Linked DNA regions of Mus musculus: regions 1 and 3 are each linked to region 2. Evidence: chromatin contacts called from public Micro-C data. All regions are on one chromosome and are shown on one strand. The core of a region is the stretch at or near the end of the contact, and the rest is flanking DNA. Distances in the headings are between cores, read along the strand shown. Region 1 has its middle 99 kb from the start of Gm30365. Region 2 has its middle 38 kb from the start of Serp2. Region 3 has its middle 31 kb from the start of Lacc1.

Evidence for each region. A called contact is a pair of places that touch in the nucleus more often than the background predicts.
Region 1: a Micro-C map of granulosa cells shows a contact between it and region 2, with 3 times the contacts expected there. The contact joins two enhancer-like sites. A contact is called at or near these places in 2 of 484 Hi-C or Micro-C datasets (both in granulosa cells).
Region 3: a contact with region 2 is called in a Micro-C map of granulosa cells, with 6 times the contacts expected there. The contact joins two enhancer-like sites. A contact is called at or near these places in 3 of 15 datasets of contacts at CTCF or cohesin (the NIH/3T3 cell line and large pre-B cells), 9 of 484 Hi-C or Micro-C datasets (the C2C12 cell line, bone marrow-derived macrophages, cerebellar granule neurons and 5 more), 4 of 115 datasets of contacts at active chromatin or transcription factors (embryonic hindbrain and embryonic stem cells) and 1 of 9 other capture datasets (embryonic stem cells).

What each region holds. Positions count from the first base shown.
Region 1 is chr14:76,934,461-76,938,479 of GRCm38.p6, reverse strand. No RefSeq gene overlaps it. Among named protein-coding and RNA genes, the nearest start is that of Gm30365, 99 kb to the right of the region's middle. Within about 2 kb of position 2,194, at least 7 of the 459 cell types and tissues checked have an H3K27ac peak or open chromatin away from gene starts, as enhancers often do. A contact at or near this core is called in granulosa cells, where this site is marked.
Region 2 is chr14:76,592,387-76,596,477 of GRCm38.p6, reverse strand. No RefSeq gene overlaps it. Among named protein-coding and RNA genes, the nearest start is that of Serp2, 38 kb to the right of the region's middle. Within about 2 kb of position 1,772, at least 31 of the 459 cell types and tissues checked have an H3K27ac peak or open chromatin away from gene starts, as enhancers often do. A contact at or near this core is called in granulosa cells, where this site is marked.
Region 3 is chr14:77,003,162-77,007,526 of GRCm38.p6, reverse strand. No RefSeq gene overlaps it. Among named protein-coding and RNA genes, the nearest start is that of Lacc1, 31 kb to the left of the region's middle. Within about 2 kb of position 2,751, at least 28 of the 459 cell types and tissues checked have an H3K27ac peak or open chromatin away from gene starts, as enhancers often do. A contact at or near this core is called in granulosa cells, where this site is marked.

The DNA.
Region 1 (4,019 bases), core at 945-3,444, 340 kb before region 2:
TGACTCTGCTTGTCAGTGGCCCCACATCCATGCAGATATGGGAAACACCAACTGGGAAGGGGGGGGTGAGATTGGGAATGGATTTGGAGGTGCCAGGGAATATTGAGGTAGGAGGATGTGAATATAATAAAAAAAACATTGTATGTACATATAAGAGTCTCAAAGTGTTTTAAAATTTTTTATATTAAATTTAAAAAAACAAAGAACAAAGTAATATCTTTTTTTTTTTTTTTTTTTTTTTGTCTAGAGAGGGTCTCACTATACAGCCATGATTGTCCTAGATCTCACTATATAAACCAGGCTAACCTTGAACTCACTAAATCTACCTGCCTGTGACCATAAATCTAAAGCTGTGAGCCACTTACACTTTTGTTGAGTCAGAAATCAGGCAGAGTTCTCACAGGGATAAGACTAAGATGTCCGTTGGGCTGTATTCTTTCAAAAAGCATCCCTGGATGCTTCCGTCTTCCATGTCTTTACAAAAATGCTCACGTGAGGATTAGCCATGGCAAGGCACACACATGTAGGCAGAAGACATGGCTCAGGAAATCAGTTCTCATCCCCCACCTTAGGAATGCACAGACTCTCTTCTTTTTGCTCAGGGGCACTTTGGTTTGCTGTCCCAACAACTTCCCTGGATTCTCTTATGGCTGTCTCCTGTGGAAGCTTTATTCTGCCTTCTACAAATTGCATTGCTGCCTAAAGGGTACATGATTCAGAGCAGGACCCCCTACCAACACTGTGTTTGCCTGGTCCTGCCTTTCCTCCCAAATGATGCTGGCCTCAATCTAGACACCTTTCTGCCAGATGCTGCAGGAACTCTGTAAGGGGCAATCTGCTCCCCTGGCCATTTCACTCCTGGCCAAGTCCTTCTGCAGACCTCAGCTCACTCCCGTAGGACCTCTCCATTTGCCTGCCTGGTGACACAAGTCTCCTCAGCATTTGCCTTCAGATTATTACCGGCAGTTGTTAATTTTGGCTTTGAGTCTGTCTGGATAGATGCTAGTGAGCAGCACTGGTGATCTGTATATTTAACAAATACTAGACTTTTTGTGACCATCAAAGGACCCCCCAGATGTGACAACTGAACTCTGCTCACTTTCTTAAGGGATCTTTGCTCCTAACGTGACAGGGCATGGAGAGGTCACATTGTGACTTTGCTTCCATGGTTAACATCTGGACAATACAAAAGGTATTTTTTCCCCCTCACAACAGTCTCTTTGGTAAGTGATAATGTTTGTCCCCTGACATTCAGTGGGGGATCAGTTTGTTTTCTGTCTCAGGGAACTGAAGTAAAACCAGTTTAAAGTTATCCACAAAAACGACTTCACCGAACATTAATTCTTTCAGCACATTATTACAATTTCTAACTGCACCTTAACTGCATTTTTCCAAACTGTATGATCTAGAAGATCTTTATAGAAATAAAACTATGAAACCAAGAGCTGGTACAGGCAGCAATTGGGGCCTACCAGTTAGCTCTCATTTGTAGCATCTTCTCTTACTCACTGAACGTAAACCTAGAGGGAGAAAATACATTGCTTTTTCAAACATTTTTCCTAACACCTTTTGCAGGAATGGAATGTACTCATCTCACAGAGTCTGAGTCCAAAGGGTAGATATCATTTCTGTGCTGGCAACCAAAGGAAGAAGGCATGTGGGGTGTCAGGGCACTGTGCCATGTAAGGATGACAGAAGTCTCTCTGTTTTCTGAAGCCTTTTTTTTTTTTTTAAATAAGAAAAATATAGGCCAGTGAGATGGCTCCAGAGGTAAATGCCATTGTCACCAATTGTGATGACCTGAGTTTGGTCACTCCACCCGACCTCTGACCTCCAGATCCACACGGTGAAAGGAGAGAATAGATTTAAGTTTTCTCCACATGTGCACCTCCACTACACACACACACACACACACACACACACACACACAAACACAGAGTAGACAATAAATAATGTTAAAAAGCTGACAAAGATACATAAAATAAATTGTTTTTAAGTCTGTTTCATGTACACATGCCTGTGTATGGTGTGTGTGTATGTGTGTGTGTATGGCAGGTGGAAAGAGAGAGAGAGAAACAGAGACACAGAGAGAGATGCAGAGGAGACACAGAGAAAGACAGAGAGGGGGCAGAGGGAAAGAGGGGAGAGGGAGAGGGAGGAGGAGGGGGAGGGAGGACGTTACACATAAGCCAAGTCAAGGTTAAAATCTTGTAGAGCACTGCCGGGAGCCATGGCCTCAGCCATGGCCTTGTGGATATTTTCTAGCTTACATAAACAATCCTGAGAGAACATTCATGGTCATAACAGTAAGAATGTTTGTGAGAAAAGAGGACACTGTGACCGTTGGTTCCAGGAGCTGAAGATTGCCACCTGACCTTCAGAGAACCCCGGGCTCTTTCCCCCTTCCTTGGAGCCTCCTCTTGCTTATGCTTACATTGCCACTCCTGAATAAAGTTTTCAGAGCTTGATCAGTATGATTGACTTGCTCTCATTCTTCGTGTCTCTTCCTCTCTCTCTCTCTCTCTCTCTCTCTCTCTCTCTCTCTCTCTCTCTCTCTCTCTCTCTCTCTCTCCTGCCCTGGGTTCCCCGATTGTCCCTGTAAGCTCAGGGAAGAGCACCATGGCAGCCCTGCAGGGCTTCTTTTGTATTTGGCAAGAGTGTGCACATGTGTGCAGAATAACACACATGTTATCCTGTTAAACTCTGTTAGCAAAACAACATGTGTTCTTTTCCTTGATATTGGTCTGGCTGGTGTGCGCTTGGGTCTAGAGAAGCATTCCCACAGATACTGATGTTTAGCTCTGTGCTGCCTGTCAGACTGATGGGTGGGAATGAGTTGTGAATGTCTGTCAGGCCTGCTTCTGAGAAGTCTGCCAACCAGAAGCTTCGCTGGGCTGACTTCACCAGAGAGGCTCAGCACTACCCAGTGGAATGGCTGCTGGGGGGAAGCTAAGCAACAGAGAATCTCAAGGAGTGTGGGTAGCAGTGACTTTGCAGGGGAAGAACTTGATAGCATGGTAATTGATGAGCAGTTGATGCAGTTTTTCTTGATGTTGTCGTAATTACTTTCCCGTGCAAATGAAAGAATAAACAAGAGGCAACAATGAGCTTGCATGATCCATTTTTTTCTTTGTTCTAAAATCATTTCATGCATAAAGCATATTAATATGATTTGTTGGGTTTATTCATTTCTGGATCTTCAGAGATGTACTAACATTGCCCAAGAGGAGGGGATTGGTTCTCTCTCTCTCTCTCTCTCTCTCTCTCTCTCTCTCTCTCTCTCTCTCTCTCTCTCTGTCTCTCTCTCTTCCTCTGTCCCCCTCTTCCCTCCCTCCCTCCCTCCCTCCCTCCTTACCTCCCTCCCTCCCTACCTCCCTCCCTGCACCACCCAGCAGGTAAGTTCTACATCTATTAATGTAAGCTGTTTTGCTTTGGGTGATACTGCATCCTATGTAGATATGAGCATTCCAACTGTGTTGGTCTGCAGCTTGGATAAAACAGCACGCCTTTGGAACCAAGCTTCAAAGAAGAAACCCCACATGGGGTTTTGTTTGTTTTTGTTGTTTTCGTTTAGCACCATCTTTTAAAGGGAACTATTTGTCTGCTCAGTTTTGACTTATTGTCTTAGAAAATGGAGAGAGTTGTGTAGTCTCCCTTTCTTAAAAAAAAAAAAAAAGACTGGAATCAGTACAGGGGGAGGAGGGGGGTCTCTGGCACAAGCAAGAAACCTTGAACAATGGAAACTCCCAGAAATCTATGAGGGTGACCCTAGCTAAGACTCCCAGCAATGGGGGACATTGAGCATGAAATGGCTATTTCCTGTAACCAGAAAAGACTTCCAATAGAGAGAGTGTACACCAATCCTGAGACCCACAATTTGTCCTACCTACAAGATGTGCAGGGATAAAGATGTAGTGGAATTTGAGGGGATGGACAACCTAGCTCAGCTTGAGACACAGCTCATGAGAAAGAGAGAGAGCCCTCCATTGACACTATTAATGACATTCGACTCTACTTGC
Region 2 (4,091 bases), core at 523-3,022:
TGCCATTCAAAGTAAAGGACATGAGGAAGGAAGAATGGCAGGCTCTTTGAGATGTGTGGAGACTGTCAGGTACGAGTGGGGCATCCCAACTGGAGAGACCTCCGAGTCCTTTCTTCTCACCAGGATGTCATCTTCTAAAATCCAGAACTCAAAAATGCTACCATTGGCCGGGTGTGGTGACACACGCCTTTAAACCCAGCACTTGGGAGGCAGAGGCAGGTGGATTCCTGAGTTCGAGGCCAGCCTGATCTACAGAGTGAGTGAGTGAGTTCCAGGACAGCCAGGGCTACACAGAGAAACCCTGTCTCGGAAAACAAAAATGCTCCCATGGTGGCACACAAGAAACAGTTGTATCTGCTCTATAGCAAGGTTTGGGTTGTGCCCTCACTGGGTAGAGCTGTGTTTTATCCACCTCCTCTGCTTCCTATACTGGAATCTGAGCTTGAGAAGACAAAAACAGAGAAGAAGGGCAAGCAAGTTTCTCAGCTAATGTTCATAGCTATTTAGATCAAACACACAGTTACAGATTTTCTAATGGGAGTGGGGAAGGAGGAAAAAAGGGGGAGGAGAGGAGAGAGAGAGAGAGAGAGAGAGAGAGAGAGAGAGAGAGAGAGAATGGTCATTTCCCTAAAGAAAAAAATTGGAAGTGTTTAGAGGAAGGTGGGGTCCCAGGAACACTCACTGAATTCAAGTCTAAACACAGCCCCACCCACCACCACCTCAAATCCATGCTCACCCAGGTAGAGCATGTTTGCAGATCAAGCTGTGAAGGGTTGCCCCCATTATTTGCCACACAGCTGAAAATGTGGCGGTTGAACCGCAACTCCTAAGCTGGCAAAGCATTTAGACCTGTGCAGCTCCTGACAACAACCTTGGCTTCAAATACTGTGCAGAGTTGCCCCTCGAGCAAATATTTGCCCTGGTTATAGCTTTGCATTTACAATATGCCAGCTGTGTTTGGAAAACAGTCCCAGTTTTAGTCAGTGGCCTTGTAAAGGAGCCTTGTATGGACTCACAGAGCGCCCTTTGGGAGGCTCCGGGGTAGGCATTACCCACTTAACTGTGAGGACGCTGCTTTCTTTTCAAAGCTCCAAGCCCATGACTTCCTTAAAAACATAGTCCATTTATGAGAATGCCAGTAGTTACTTGGGTCTCTGGAAAGATCTTGGAGCGTTTAGTGTTGCTTTTCCACTTGGCTTTAATTTTTTTTTTAATTCCCACAAGTAGCCTGCTGTGTCCTGGCAAGGGAATAAGAAAGGGAGTAAGAGTGGCTATGAGCCAAGTAACAGCGTGCAAACTATTCCTGGCTCTGTAAAACCAAGGTTCAGAGGTTCAAATCCCAGCAGGATGGACAGACACTTTGGCTCCCACAGTTGGGAGGGAACTGGAGAGATTTGCCGGTGTCTACCTAAAGATGGCCCTCTGTGCTGTTCAGGAGTCAGTGACACTTTAATGAGAGATACACCCCTGTCTTTGGGAGCTGAGTTGGTTTATAGTAAAAGTGCACACACAGGTGAAATTTGTTCACTCCATTGCCCACTAGAGAATTTTGACCCTCCCTCTTCCTGTTTTCAACTTCATAATAATCGGTTTAACTTTCATTTGAAGTACAGTTTAGAGTTGTACCCATTTAAGGCGCTGTCTTAGGGCTTGTTGGCCTGGAGAAGTAACAAGAGAAGGCCAGAGTGACTAACAGCTCTTCTGTAAGCGGCTGTCCACATTCTTTGTTTGATATTATCCTTGACACCTCGACTTTGCTAGCTAACCTCCTTATCAGCGACCTGAGTCATCATATGATTGCCTTGCAAGAAAATAGGACTCTGAGCACCTGCTATCTCTTCCTGTCCAATGCTCTAAGAAATCATTTTATAAAAGGTCATCCAGGATAAATAGGCCTTCATCTGCAAGCGCAACAGCTGGTAAGAAGCCAACTACGCTAAGAAAAAAAAAGGATAATTTGCCTTAGAATTGGGAGAAACCTTGCTGTGCATCAGAACCTCTCCCATTTAAGCAGCTGGGAGGGCTGTATCTCTCCTAACAACACATCCATGTTAGCCCTGTAACCACATGCTAAGGGAGAAACAGAGCCCTTCTGGGTCCACCAAAACCCTATTGATGCCTGACCTCTTACAAGGTTTGTTGTTGTTGTTGTTGTTGTTGTTGTTTGGGTTTGTTTGTTTGTTTGTTGGGTTTTTTTGGGTTTTTGTTGTTGTTGTTGTTGTTTGTTTGTTTGTTCGAGAGTGTCCTGGAACTCACTCTGTAGACCAGGCTGGCCTCGAACTCAGAAATCTGCCTGCCTGTGCCTCTCAAGTGCTAGGATTAAAGGCGTGCGCCACCACCGCCCAGCCACAAGGTTTTCTTAATGTTCAATCACAACCATGTACCCGGTGTCAAACAAGCTCCTGGACGGCCTCCGTTAGCGCATTCACCTGGGTGCTAAACACGAAGATGGACTTTGGGCTGTTGCTCCCAGGAAACAGATTCCACGTGTAGATGAAGGTGAAGAGTAACGCAAGCCATGCAAAAGAAAGGGCAGGCTCTAAGTCCCACTTCTCTGAGGTTGGCAACTTCAGATCCTCAACAAAACTAGCATGCCAACTGTGTGGCCATGAGATACCGAAACTGATTGTTTTTAAAAAGCTATTGCGACATTTCCTTTTCTGGAAAGTTTGGAATCCTGTCTCTGAAGTAAAGAGCAGCTCTGGCTAAATACATGCAGCTTGAAGTTGTATGACCATCGAAGTAAACTAGACGTTTTCTTGGGAGTTGTTCAGAACACTACCCGGTTCCAAAACTCCAGGTCAGATAGGACTGACTTAGTCAAAATGCAACCTCTCTAGGCATGGATTAAAATTAAAATGTGTAGAAAGACAACAGGACTCTTGGTGGGATTTCTGTGCCTAAATTAACCTCCCTGACCTCTAGCATAAAAACAAAACAACAACAACAACAAACATGCTAATGGGGCTGGAGAGGTGGCTTAGGCAGAAAGCGCTTTCCTTGCAAGCATGAACACCTGAGTCCAATAACCCATACCCATGTGAGCAGCTGGGTATGCTGGCATGCACATTTAACCCCTAGTACTGGGGGGGGGGGAGATTTGTGGGGCTCAGTGGTAGACACCCTACCTTAATATGCAATCCTGGGATTCCAGGGAGTCTCTGCCTCAAAAAAACAAGGTTAGGCAGCTACTGAAGAACAATGCTGCAGTTGATCCCTGCCCTCTACAAACCTCCTCACCTACAGGCACAGCACTCATTCATGTACACACGCACACGTATGCACGCGTGCGTGCGCACAAAACAACTATTTTGGTTTTGCTTCCCAAAGAACGTGAATACTAAAGCGTGGTTTTAAATAAAGCACTTGGTCAAACGTGTTCTTCCTTCCTTTGGGAACATCCCTGAACCCTGCCCTCTGGGGCAGAAGCATCTCTCAGTCCCAGCGACACCTCCAAAGTCACAGGTTCTTCACGGTCGATGAGGAAAATGCGCTGGAGTTCCTTGCGAGTCTGTCTAGAAAACACTGCGGCAGCCTTCGTGGCACAAGCTCAGCGGTGCCTTGGCCAGTAGCCCATACTGAAGAAGTAGCAAAACCCTGGATGATGAAGCTTCTTAATTTTACACAGGAGTAGACCTTCACCGCCAGGTCTTCAAGTGATCATCCCACACTAGCAAGGCTCTCATCCTATCCGAGTGCTATTTGCTCTTTCACGCTAGAAGAGAAAGGAAGGCCAGCCAATGGGAGGCCACTTCAGCTATGGGAGAAAGGAACTCTGGCTTCAGACCTGATCCCGCTGTCTTCCAGCCTTGTGGTGGCTGGGATAACCCTTTTCTCTGGGCAACCCTTCTGCCTCCTCATCTGTAAAATGAGCTTGATGAGGGTGGCTTGGTATCGCTTTCCTCAGATCTCTAGGAGATTAAGTCCCACAAGCTAAAGCACCCAGAGCAGCCCAGAGAAAGCGCTCTCGAAGGTTCACCGCCCCTGGAGTCTGTAAGCAGAAAGGCCACTCTACAATTTAGACAAAACTCTCAAGTTGGTAATTACGAGAAAAAAAAATGGAGGCGTAGAGGCTGGGGCTATTTCCTACA
Region 3 (4,365 bases), core at 1,502-4,001, 410 kb before region 2:
TGGTTAGAAATGATATTAAAATAAAGGGGCAAGAGACCACATTATGGGGGTGGCTGAACGACATGCAAAGAAGTTAGGACTTTATCTTTTGGGCATTGTTGTAAGGTCTAGAAAGAATAATAAGAAAGATAGACTTGCATTTCAGAAAGATGCCCCCATGGTTTTATAGAGATTCATGAGAGGGGAGTAAGATCTACCGCATGGAAACCACATTGGAATGACCACAGAGCCTGGATGGGTGGCGGGGATATTTAGACCTAAAACAAAGTAAGGAAAGGGCAGAATAGCACTTGTAAGTCAGCAAAGAATCAAGTCTGATTGAGGTAAATGGCTGGGTGGCCACCAGGTTCCTGGCTAAGGTCACTGGATGAGTGGGTGGTGATCTCATTCATTAGGACAGAGGATACAGCAGCTAGGAAGATTATATTGGTGATATGAGAAGCTAAATTTATTTTGGGAGCATTTTTATCTTATGTATGCCAATCAGCTTCACATATATATATGGAAGGCATCAATAAATGATGCATTATTGAGCATTCATCCTAAAAAGTCCCAAGGCTGTTTCTTTCCCACGGGTTTCTTCTTTCTTTTCCCACAGTCTTCCCAACATGAAATTTCTGTGGCTTATTTCGTGTACCTTTTAAAGCTTTTCTCACAGGGGAGTTCCTCAGTCATTGTAAAGGTTTCAATATAAACTCTACAAGCAAAGAATCGGTCCTTAGTCTAAAGGAGCTCGGTGTCCATGGCAGAACTGTGGCTTGGTTAACTGCAGTGTTTTCATGGGACATCTGGACAATGGGGATCTATCTCCTTTTGGGTAGGAGGAGTTGGAGAGAGCTGCTGGGGAGAAGCTAGGCCTGGGTAAAACACTAACAGATGACAGCGCTGGAAACCTAAAGGATGCGCAGATGATCAGCATTAGGAAATGTGCAGCTGAAAATGCCCTGCCTCTGTGTATTCAGCCGTGGCCCGTCTTTGCAGTCTTTTCTTTTGAGGCGGTGTCTAGAGAAACCTTTCTATCCCTGGCTTGTTGATCATGAGTAGCTTTGAACTCGTGATCTTCCAGCTTCAGCCTTCAAATTACTATATGCCACCGTGTCCAGGCAGCCTTGAGCCATCCAGATCAGCCTTTGGGTCCGCTCTCAGAATGACTGTTCATTTGACAGGTCATATGACTCTTATTCCTGTCCTCCTTTACCCACCCTGTACTCACGATCCATTTGGTGGTGGGTTTTAAATGCCAATTTGTATCTTATTCTCAGCTTAGCTATTCTGGACTCACTCCTAAAAACTCTTTGTAAATTTTACCACTTCCAAACCTCCCTAGCTTCCATTTTGGTCATGCCCCATTGGCCTGGGAGGTCCTCATGCGACCTTGTGAGGCAGTATTCCTAAAAGAAACTAACTGTATAGTAACAAGGTATTTCTATAATATGTTCTGAGGAGTTTTTATAGACTAAATAAACTCCTGATATTGAAAATCCATGGTGACACCGGAATGAGTAGCAATGCTCCCAGCAAATAAATATTCAATAAATCTTACGGAATGAGGGAATTTTACATAATAACCTGTGAATAATCCTGGCTGCAGCGACTTTGTTGTCTGTCTTGCATACACACTTCTTACTGCCAGAGCAATGAGGACAGCAGGAGTGGTTGACAGGGGGAGGCAGTCTGCTGGCCCCATGATTCTACAGATGATTTCCTCTGTTTCTCCTTTAGTCAAAACAAGTTCTGGCTCCCTGGGGCTCTGAGGTGAGCTGAGGGTCAGAGCATTGGAAGAGCCAACCCTTCTCTCAGGGGCTCCCAGCTCGGGATCTTACTTTGTGTTTTCGGAGGAGCCGGTGTTCACTTCTGCTATCTGTTTAGAAGAACTCCGATGCTTTCAAAACAGTTTGTCCTTTAAAACAGATAGGCATTCCCTCTATAATTTGTTTACACTGCTCATGAATAAATTACCAGTGCCACTGATATAGACTCATAGACTCAAGCTTAACTAGCCTTACTGTGGCAGTTGATCATAAATTAGCAGTGTCTACTTAATGCGATTTTATTATCTACATAGACATGTGTCTTCACGGTATATGCCTATGAACTGAGAATCACTGCAATTTAGTGTTAGAAGGAAGCAAAAACAATTCGGCAGGCTGGGGTTGTAGCTCAGTTGGCAGAGTGTTTGTTTAGCATGCACGGAGCCTTGGCGTCAATCCACTGCACCACATAAAATGAGCATGGATGATCATACAAACATGCAATTCAGCACTAGGGAAATGGAAGCAGAGAGGTCAAAAGTTCAAGGTCAGCCTGGGACACATAAGAAGACCATGTCTTCAAAAAACAAAACAAAACAAAGAATAATTCTGCATGAACCTTACACTGTGCAGGTGAAGCAACGAACAAGTAGGAAATTGTTCTTTTTCTTCTACTCAAGAGACTAGCTCTATTTTAAACACAACTCCAAGTCTCATTTAGAGAGATGATTTGCTGCGATTCTACGCTCTGTCGAGCACGCTGCCTGTTACCTAACGTTGCTGCTGTGTCTTCTCAGCTCACTTGAGTCAACAGACACCCTGAAGACAGCTGTGTTTTATTTATCTTTCCATTCCTCATGGAGCCTCCCTGGCTATCGAAACTAGACAGTACTGGATTGGGCTTGGGCATTAAGCTGCAGGCAGCTCTGATCCTATACTGAACAGAAGGAAGCAGACACCAGATGCTAGGTCTCCAGGGTCTTGAAAAGCGTCCTTCTGCTATGTTTTCACTGGTTAGCCTTGCTTAGAGCCCTTGTCCTCCCTTTCTTTACCAGAGAGATAGAAAGATGAGGTACTGTGCCTCAGCCTTTCTTCTCTATTGTTTCCCTAACCCAAGCCACAACTTCTTGAACTAGGCTGGATTTTTGCTGCCGTTGGCTTACACACTTGACTCTGTGTCTCTCAGTTCAGCCCTCTTGACTTTTGGTATTTTGTGGCAAATTAACTCAGACCACCTGCCGTAACAACACTGAGAGTTGAACTTCTTTCTTCCTTGATACTTTTGACCTAAATAAGCGGGGGTTAAATTATTACAAATTTGGACATCAGTGATTCATTTGGCAAATATTTATTGATCACTTAATGTGTAGCACAGTAGAATCTGTTCTGTCTGGTGAAGATATGAAGTAAGAAATAAAACCAAGTTGTGCTTTCGTGGAGTATACATTTGGGTGGAAAATGGATGGGGTAAATGTGAATGAACAGATATGCACTGTGTAGACACCACCAAAGGGCAAACGCTGTGAAGAAACAGAAAGGGAGAAAAGGACATAGAGAATCAGAGGATAAAGTGGTAGTCTTGAGAGGAAGACTAGAAAGGGCCTGGGTAGAGACCTTTTGAAAAATCCTCTGTACATAGGTGGCTTCTGAAGTCATATAGCAAATGAGACCATCTGGACACCGATGCAGTCATTATTGAGATGTATAATGGCGTATCGGCTCTAGGGCATTTAGAGGCAGAAGATGGTGAGGAAGATTCAGAGGGCAGGTTGATAAAGAACAGCCAATGATAAAATAAGCAGTCGTGTTAAATATTCAAAGGCAAAATTGAGAAAGTAATTCAAAATCGAGCACTATCAAAGAAACCCGAAGAGAAAAGACAACTGAGAGACGAAAAGCACATCACATCTCTGGGATCCACTGCTGCAAAGAAATCAGAAAATGAGCAGCATCTACAGAGGGCTGAGCAACCAAGAAAACCATTTCTCTCATTTCTTATTTAACTGTGCATGTATGTGTGAGGTGGGAGGGTGTGGCAGGTCGTGTGTGTGGGCTCGAGCTCGTGCGCACACGCGTATGTGCATGGTCACAGAGGTCAGAGGTCAAATTTTCTAAGTGTTCCCCCAGTGCCATCTACCTTATTCCTTCCAAGACAGAGTCACTCATGAGCATGGAACTTGCTGACAAGGCTATGCTACCTGACCACTGAACCTCAACACTACATTTGTCTCTGCCTCTCCAGCCCTGAGATGGGAAGCATGAGACACCATGCCCAGTCCCTCCACCTCACGTCTGGGAATACATTCAGGTCCTCACGCTTGCCGAGCAAGCACTTTATACACTGAGCTATCTCCCTGGCCTATTCATTCTCGACCTTCCTAATGCTGAGACCCTTTAATGATCCCCACGGAGCTGATCCCCAGCCACAAAATCATTTTCATTGCTACTTAATGTAATTTTGCTACTGTTACGAATCATAATGTAAGTATCTGTGTTTTCCAATGGTCTTAGGCCTCCCCTGTGAAAGGGTCCTTTGTAGGGGGTCACAATCCATAAGTTGAGGACTGCTATCCTAGCTGCAGCTTTGATTTTTCTAAGAAAGGGGAAATCACAA